Linked DNA regions of Mus musculus: region 2 is linked to region 1. A link is a contact called in public promoter capture Hi-C data. All regions are on one chromosome and are shown on one strand. Each heading gives the region's core, a stretch centred on a gene start, on an enhancer-like site or on the middle of the called end of the contact. The rest is flanking DNA. Distances are from core to core; before and after follow the strand shown.

The links. Capture Hi-C pulls out chosen DNA fragments and counts their contacts.
Region 2: a contact with region 1 is called in a promoter capture Hi-C map of pancreatic islet. The contact joins the promoter of Stat5a here to the promoter of Kcnh4 in region 1. A contact is called at or near these places in 22 of 39 promoter capture datasets (the 3T3-L1 cell line, 3T3-L1-derived adipocytes, the C10 cell line and 16 more), 4 of 15 datasets of contacts at CTCF or cohesin (CD8 T cells, the NIH/3T3 cell line, large pre-B cells and 1 more), 28 of 484 Hi-C or Micro-C datasets (B cells, the C2C12 cell line, CD4 T cells and 20 more), 20 of 115 datasets of contacts at active chromatin or transcription factors (the 230-238 cell line, CD8 T cells, the HPC-7 cell line and 14 more) and 4 of 9 other capture datasets (adipose tissue, liver, macrophages and 1 more).

Annotation. Positions count from the first base shown.
Region 1 is chr11:100,758,179-100,761,731 of GRCm38.p6, reverse strand. Kcnh4 (potassium voltage-gated channel, subfamily H (eag-related), member 4) reads left to right here and starts at 1,954. Exons shown (of 17, transcript NM_001081194.2): 1 at 1,954-2,202. The coding sequence starts at 2,127. Hcrt (hypocretin) reads left to right here. Exons shown (of 2, transcript NM_010410.2): 2 at 1-39.
Region 2 is chr11:100,857,461-100,861,013 of GRCm38.p6, reverse strand. It overlaps Stat5a (signal transducer and activator of transcription 5A), which reads right to left and starts at 1,663. Exons shown (of 20, transcript NM_011488.3): 1 at 1,434-1,663; 2 at 438-530. It also overlaps a transcript of Stat5b not described here.

The DNA of each region.
Region 1 (3,553 bases), core at 705-3,204:
GGTAAATGGCAATAAAGACGATTCTCTGTTGGTGTGACTAATCTATGTTTCTGTGTGTCAAGTTCAGGCCTCCAGGGGGCGGGAAAGCATCTTGAGAATTGTGACGAGTCTAGGGCCTGGAAGCAGCTTGTGTTTCTCATTGCAAATACTTATTTGGTCGGGAAGAATCCAGCAAGGAACCTTGCAGTCCTGGGGTGTGTGCTACACATTTGGGAGGGTGGAAATGAGGTACCGATGTGCCCTCATGTTGTTCTACTACCTACTTTATTTATTTAGAAACAGGGTATCCTCGGTTGCCCTGGAAAGATCAGCATGACCTTATACTTAAATGACCCGATCTTACTACCCTCTATTTCCCCGGTGGTGTTGATACTGCAAGTGTGCTCCACCACGCCTCCTTTATGCAAATGCTGGAGGACTGATCCCGGAGCTTCATATATATTAATTAAGCAATCACTCTATCGACTGCTACATCCTCAGCCCCCACTGTTTTATAATAGGGACCTACACAGAGAGGTCCAATACAAGGGCACAGAGTCCACCTGGCAAGGGCTGGATGTAAGGCTGCAGAAGAAGCAAGGCATCTGAGCTTTCATGAGGAGCCTCCCAGAGCATCCATAGTGTGGTCCACTGTACCGTGGTGTGTGAGCAATGCCACACTGGGAAGGAGGTGGGTAAGTTTGTGCAGCCATTGCATAGGAGCAGCAGATGTTACACCTTGTTGTATAGAATGAGAAGTCTGGGGATGGTTTTAAGCAGAGAATGGGCAAAGATTTGTCTCCTGCTCCAGCCAAAGGTGCCTATTGCAGGTTGAAGTGTGCTTCCCCCAAATTCACACGCTGCAATATTAACCCACTCCACCCCACCCCCAGCATTTAGAAAGTGACCTTGCCAATGTTGTCAGCTAAAATGAGACAGGAGCAGAGTATGGTAGACCTGTAATCCAGTATAAGTAGTGTTCTTAAAAAACAACAACAACAACGGGGTGGGGGTGGGGGGATTAGGGTACACAGGGGATTAGGAGAAACAGGAAGAACTCACGTGAACATGGAAATAAAGACCAGGGCAATGTACCCACTAGCTAAGAAATGCCACAGGTCACCAGCCAAGGGAGAAGCTAGGGGAGAGTATGGAAGAAAGAGACTCTTCTTCACAGCCTTCAGAGGAATCCAGCCCTGAGTTGACCTTGAACTCAGATTTCCAGATCCCAAAATCGTTTAAGCCAACATTCGGTGTCCCGTTGCTGTAGCAGTCCTACAACAGTAATGTAAAATCCTAAAGTAGAGACAGCAGGGCCAGCAAGATGGTTCAGTGGACAAAGATCTTGCTGTCAAGACTGAAGAACTGAGTTCCATCCTAGGGACCCACAAAGTGAGAGAACCGACTTCAGAAAGTTGGCCTCTGACCTCCATATCTGCACTACTGGAACAGAAATGTACACACACACACAAATGCAAAAATATATAAATGAAACAACCTTTTAAAAGAAAGAAAGAAAGAAAGAAAGAAAGAAAGAAAGAAAGGAAGGAAGGAAGGAAGGAAGGAAGGAAGGAAGGAAGGAAGAAAGAAAAATATCCCAATTCCAGCAGGAGGCACTGTCAACCAGACACCAGTCGCAGCGTGGGCCGCGCGGGGAAACCCGTGGGGTGGAGCTACTGGAGCAGCCAGGGAACCACGCGTAGGGGCGTGATCACCCTGAAAGAAGGGCGTGGCTACCGTTCCAGTCCCACTTCATCACCTCAAGCCTGGATGGTGGGCGTGTCTCCGAGTCTCTCCCCAAGAGACACGCGTGGGCCGCTCCCCTCTGGGAGGAGGGCCACAGAGGAGGGCTTCGGGTGTCTCTGGCGGCCCCTCCCGGTGCGGAGCCACGTGGTGGGCGCGGGCCGAGCCCTCCGGGGAAAACCTGACCCGTGGGGAGGTGGGGCGGGGTGGGGGTGGCGGCTCTCGAAGTGCTGCGGAGCAGAGCTTAGAACTAACAGGTTCAGAGCACACAGGCAGCGGCGGCGAGAGGAGGGGAGGAGGCAGGCCGGCGCATGGGGCGCCCCGGCCCCGCCGGTAGCGCGCCCCCTCCGGCCAGGCCGCGCTGAACGCAGCCCGCGCAACGCCTCGAATCCGTACCCGGGGCCATGCCGGTCATGAAGGGGTTGCTGGCCCCGCAAAACACCTTTCTGGACACCATCGCCACCCGCTTTGACGGCACGCGTGAGTTGGGCCGGCTGGGTCAAGTCTCCTTGGGACAGGGTGGGTATCTGGATGTGGTGAGATCAGAGGAGAGAGAATGGAGTGCTGGATCTCCTAAAACCGTGGCAAAGAAACGGGGTGCAGAACCCTTGAGAGTGGAGATCAAGACATGAAGCGCCGAGGGTGGAGGGGAAGGTTAGGGGGTGTGACTCAAGGCAAAAGCGGCTCTTTGTGCCACAAGACGGAGGAGGGGCCTTGGGAGCCACCCACACCAGGGCAGAGCTGAGCTGGGAGTGTGTATAGAGGTATCTGTGGTGTGGAGATGGGACAAAGTGCTCTGGTGACTGCAGCTGCCTCTGCCCCAGAAAAGAGAGAGAACAGACTTCGGCAAGACCTAACCGCATTAAGGTCACGCGCCCCCAAATCATGAGATATCTTTGTGTGAGGTGGGCGAGGCAAAGCGGGGGCAAGTACTTGAGAACGAGAAAACTCCCTGCTAGCCCACCTGAGCTGGGTTCCGAAGTTCAGCACCCTGGACAGCCGCACAGCTCCTTCCCCGCCTCTTCTCCCGCCATTCCCAACTCTGGAACCCCTAGGTCTTCCTTTGTCCCTTTTCGAAACCCTGGCCGGCATTAGGAGGGTGGGGGAGCGGTAGCCGAGGGCGGAAACCGAGCCTCCAGGGCCCTACCCCCCCCCCCAACCTCTCTTGTTTCCATAGCGCCAATCACCGAGGCAACGGGCCCTGGGATGGAAGAAGTAGGCTGTGCCCAGGACCCAGTGCTTCCTAGGAACCCTCAGTGTCCCGATCAGACACCCCATCCCCTGACAGTACCCTCTCCTAGGGTCCTTGGACTGTTTGTGCCTCCTACCTCATCAACTAAACCTATCTCTGCGTGTCCCTCCACCCCCAAACCTCTAATCCACTGAAACTAGAGGGAGCCAACTCAGGTTCTGGTGCTGGGGTGGCTGCAGCTCACACCTCAATGTCTTCTCCAGTTTGACTTTGCGCATAAGGAACAGATCCTTTGAAACTCCTTAAAAAAAAAATATATATATATATATATATATATATATCAAAAAGTCGGCATTTCCTGGAAGGCAAGAAAGAGGGATGTGTCTTCCACAGTCTTTCCCTTACTTTAAGCACATTTATGAGTTTGGAAATTTTTCTGCCTTTTGGTTTAACAATAAGAGAGTGTGACATCATCAGAATCTTTGTCCTTGCTCATTAAAAGAGGATGCTGGGGTAGTATCCAAGGATGTGCTTCCAAAATTGAGTGAATTGGGAGTGGGGGAGAATCTTCTAAGTGCCAGCAGGCCCTCCTTCCCAAGTTACCTGATACACCCCATATCCAGGAGGGAAAGGCACATT
Region 2 (3,553 bases), core at 414-2,913, 100 kb before region 1:
AAACACAAAAATTCTTGCCACCCAGCCTAAGACCCACACTCAATTTCTTGGAAGGGAGACTGTTCCAACCTAAAAGTTAGGCCAATGCTGGGACAGCCACTGGAGGTGCAGGTCTCCCCAGGCACGTGTCTGGGGCTGTCAGGGAGAGAAGACTAAGGGTCCACGCTGTCTTCGGGGAAGCCCTGGGCTGCACTCCAGAATCTACCCGCTCCGAGTGGAGTGTGATAATGTCAGTGTCCACTGCGTGAGTCCACCCCTGGCTGCCGCCTGCACGGATCCCTTGTCCCTGCTCCCTCTGAAGCTCCCATTCGAAGGCGGGACAGATGTCTGTCCCGTGTCAGGCCGTGGGGACTCCAGGGTGCTAGATCCCAGGGACGTGGCTGCAGCCTAGATCCTCTGTCCACGCGCCGCGGGCGGAGTCACGGCGACCCACCCACCTGGTGCTGCGGAGCGCCTGCGGCTGTCGCTCCAGGCCGGGGCTTCTGACGGCTCCTGACGGCTCTTGACGGCGGCGGCGGTGGAGGCTGTTACTACAGGAAGGAGCAGAGAGCAGCGATTTCCTCCTCAAAGGTCAGCTGCCTCCGATAGACCAAACACAGCGCGCGAGCTCGCCCCAGCACCCCTCCCAGCAGCGGTCGCTCCCTCCTTGCCTCCGCCCTCGATTACCGGCGCCCCGGCGAGTGCGCCAGGGCGCCCCGCTTACAAGACCGACCACTAGGCTGGGCGGCGCTGGGCTGAGGACAGCCCCTACAGCGGGGTGCCCCCTCCCTACACACACACTGGGACTCCCGGTCTGTGCTCCCCTGCGGCTCCGGGGGTGGGTGGGTGGGGAATGAGGGAGGAGCGTCCTGGGACAGCTGAACTGGAGCAGCCAGAGGGTGCCGGGAAGTCCCAAACTCTGAAAATCCCTAACTAGGGCCTCAGTTTTATCATCTGTTAAAAATAAATAAATAAAATAAAAGAGGGGGAGGAAGAAAAGAAAAAAAAATCTACCTAGAGATGGCTCCTACCTCTGGAGTCAACTAGTCTGTCTCTAGATTTACAAAGTTTTGTGTGTGTGTGTGTGTGTGTGTACACGCGCATGTTCAGGTAAGGGTGCATGTGGCTTCTATGCCTGCAGAGTCAAAACTTTAGAAGGACTGGCGATCCCAGAGAAGCCAAGCCTACTTCTAAGGTCTCCCACCTAGCATGACTTCCACCACATGACCTTCCCCCTTAAAGCCGAGCAAGAAAGACCTTGGTAATCATAGGTTTCAACCCCCCACACCCCCTTCTGACCTTTGCAGGTAAGAAACGTCAATCCAGAGAAGAGAAGGGGCCTGCCCAGGACCTCACTGTGGTCACATCACAGTCTCATCATCAGACTGTGACCCACAAACCACTCGGGAGTCCATCCAGTGACCTAGAAGGGTCACACCTGAAGCTGGTCCTACCTTCTAAACAGGCGCAGGAAGGGGTAGCCGGCACTTTCTAACTTCACATCTGCCTGCAGACTTTGCCGGGCAGCAGACCTGCTCCCTGGAGCTTTGCCTGGATCATAGTCCCCATCCCGAAGAGTTCCCCTCAAGGCCCAGGGGTTGGACAAGGCCAGGCTGGAAGTCTGCCATCCCCTTTGCCCAGCTTCCCTCTCCTCTGGGCCTCCTCTCTGCCTGGAAGTTGGCATGGGCAGTACCAAAGGAGGGGCCAGCCTGGCTGCCTACTCGAATACCATCCGGGCCAAGACCCAGTGGCCTGGAGGGATCATTTTAATTGGCTTCCTCTCTTACTAATTTCTTCTTGTATCTTTTCTTTCCATTCCGAGTTCCTGATCCTTCTTTCTGGTCTTTGGACCTCCTCTTTTACTCTTTTTTTTTTTTTTTTCAACTTTAGAGGTGGGGAAAACCTGAACCTTTTCTGCAGAAGTTGAAATGTCTGGGCTGTCCCCGCCCTCTGTGTGTGGTCACAGTGACTTTACTTGGCAGGATCACGAGGAAAGGAATTGAAAACAGGGGGGGGGGGGGTTTGCAAGGAGGATCAGAGGATGGGAGAGACCTTGCTCTTCAGATGCTCTGCCAGGACCAGGTAGGGTAAGGGGCTCAGGAGGAGTAGGCATAAGCCTTTTCCCGTCTTTCCCCTCTACTCTGTACAATGGATTGACCGGGAGCCAGTTAGACCCTCCGCTCCAGATGAACATCAACATGCAAAGCTGCCAGTGGCCTTAAAGGTGACTTTACCAATGGGAACAATAAAAGGCCAGATAGGGGAAGTGACTTGACCAGACTCTTGGAGCCAGTGTGACAGATCCAAGCCCATTGCCTCATGGTAGGTGGACCCCACTTGGCACCTGTGTCCCCCAGTCTTTCACAGTGGACGTGACAGTAGATTCATTAGGTTTCCTAAGTTCTCTGAGCTACATCTGTAGGCAGAGGACCACGCTGGTCATGCCCTCCATCTGGACACCTGAGAGTGGGTGTGGTACAAGAACTGCCCACCCACTTCCAGGCATTGACTTCTCCAGACCCCTCCCCCAGGACCCACAGAAGTCTGGGGCTCCCACATCTGGCTGGGCTGGGCTGGGCTTGCTGGGAAGGTGGTTAGGCCTGCTTACTCAAAAGCTAGCGGGGAGGTGCCACCCAGCAGAAGTGTAGGAGAGTCTGCAGAACCCACTCATGTCCCCAGACCTTACCAGGACCCAAAGGTAGCTGGCTCCCTGCCTTGCTTCTGGCTCTCTCCTCATTGGGCCGTTTTGAGGTTCCTAATCCTTGTATCTTTAAACATCATTTTCTTGTTTCTTATCACTATTGTGTGTGCATATGCTGTGGCCCTCCTGTGGAGGGAACAACAACCATGGAATAATGTCTCTCTGTCAACCGTGCTTGCCAAACTTGCTTGGCAAGCGCCTTTACCCACTGAGACGTTTTGCCAGTTCATCTGGTTGCATCTTCCACTGCTCCATTCTACCTTTTTCTATGCCTCTGCTATCTCGAAGATACTCACTGGGCAGGTGGGGTGTGGGGCAATTTTACAGCTTTCCCAAGATGGGCGCTGAGGAAGGAGGCTGTTGAGTTAGGTTGGTGACAGAGGTGTCTGTGGTTCTGACTCCAGATAATACAGTTACCCGGAAGTGTCACATTTGGGTTTTGGTAGTTGTTGTTGTGGTTGTTGTTTATTTGGGGTTTTTTGGGGGGGGGGTTGTTGTTTGTTTGTTTTTTGCTTTCAGTCCTTTGGTTTGGTCTCTGTTATTTCTCACCACAAAGCATCCTGGTGGTTTTAGGGGATCAAGCTCTAAGGGAGAAAACTGAATTCGGAGGGAAAGGAGTTAAGAAGATCAGAAATACCTGGTACCTGTGTAGACCTGGAAGTAGCAACTGGCTTCTTCCCTCGGACAGTGTTCTCCCCTCTGATAGTGCTTCTTCTCTTCCCTCAAACAGTGCTTCTCCCCTCAGACAGTGCTTCTTCCCTCGGACAGTGCTTCTCCCCTCGGACAGTGCTTCTTCTCTTCCCTCAAACAGTGCTTCTCCCCTCAGACAGTGCTTCTCCCCTCAGACAGTGCTTCTCCCCTTGGACAGTGCTT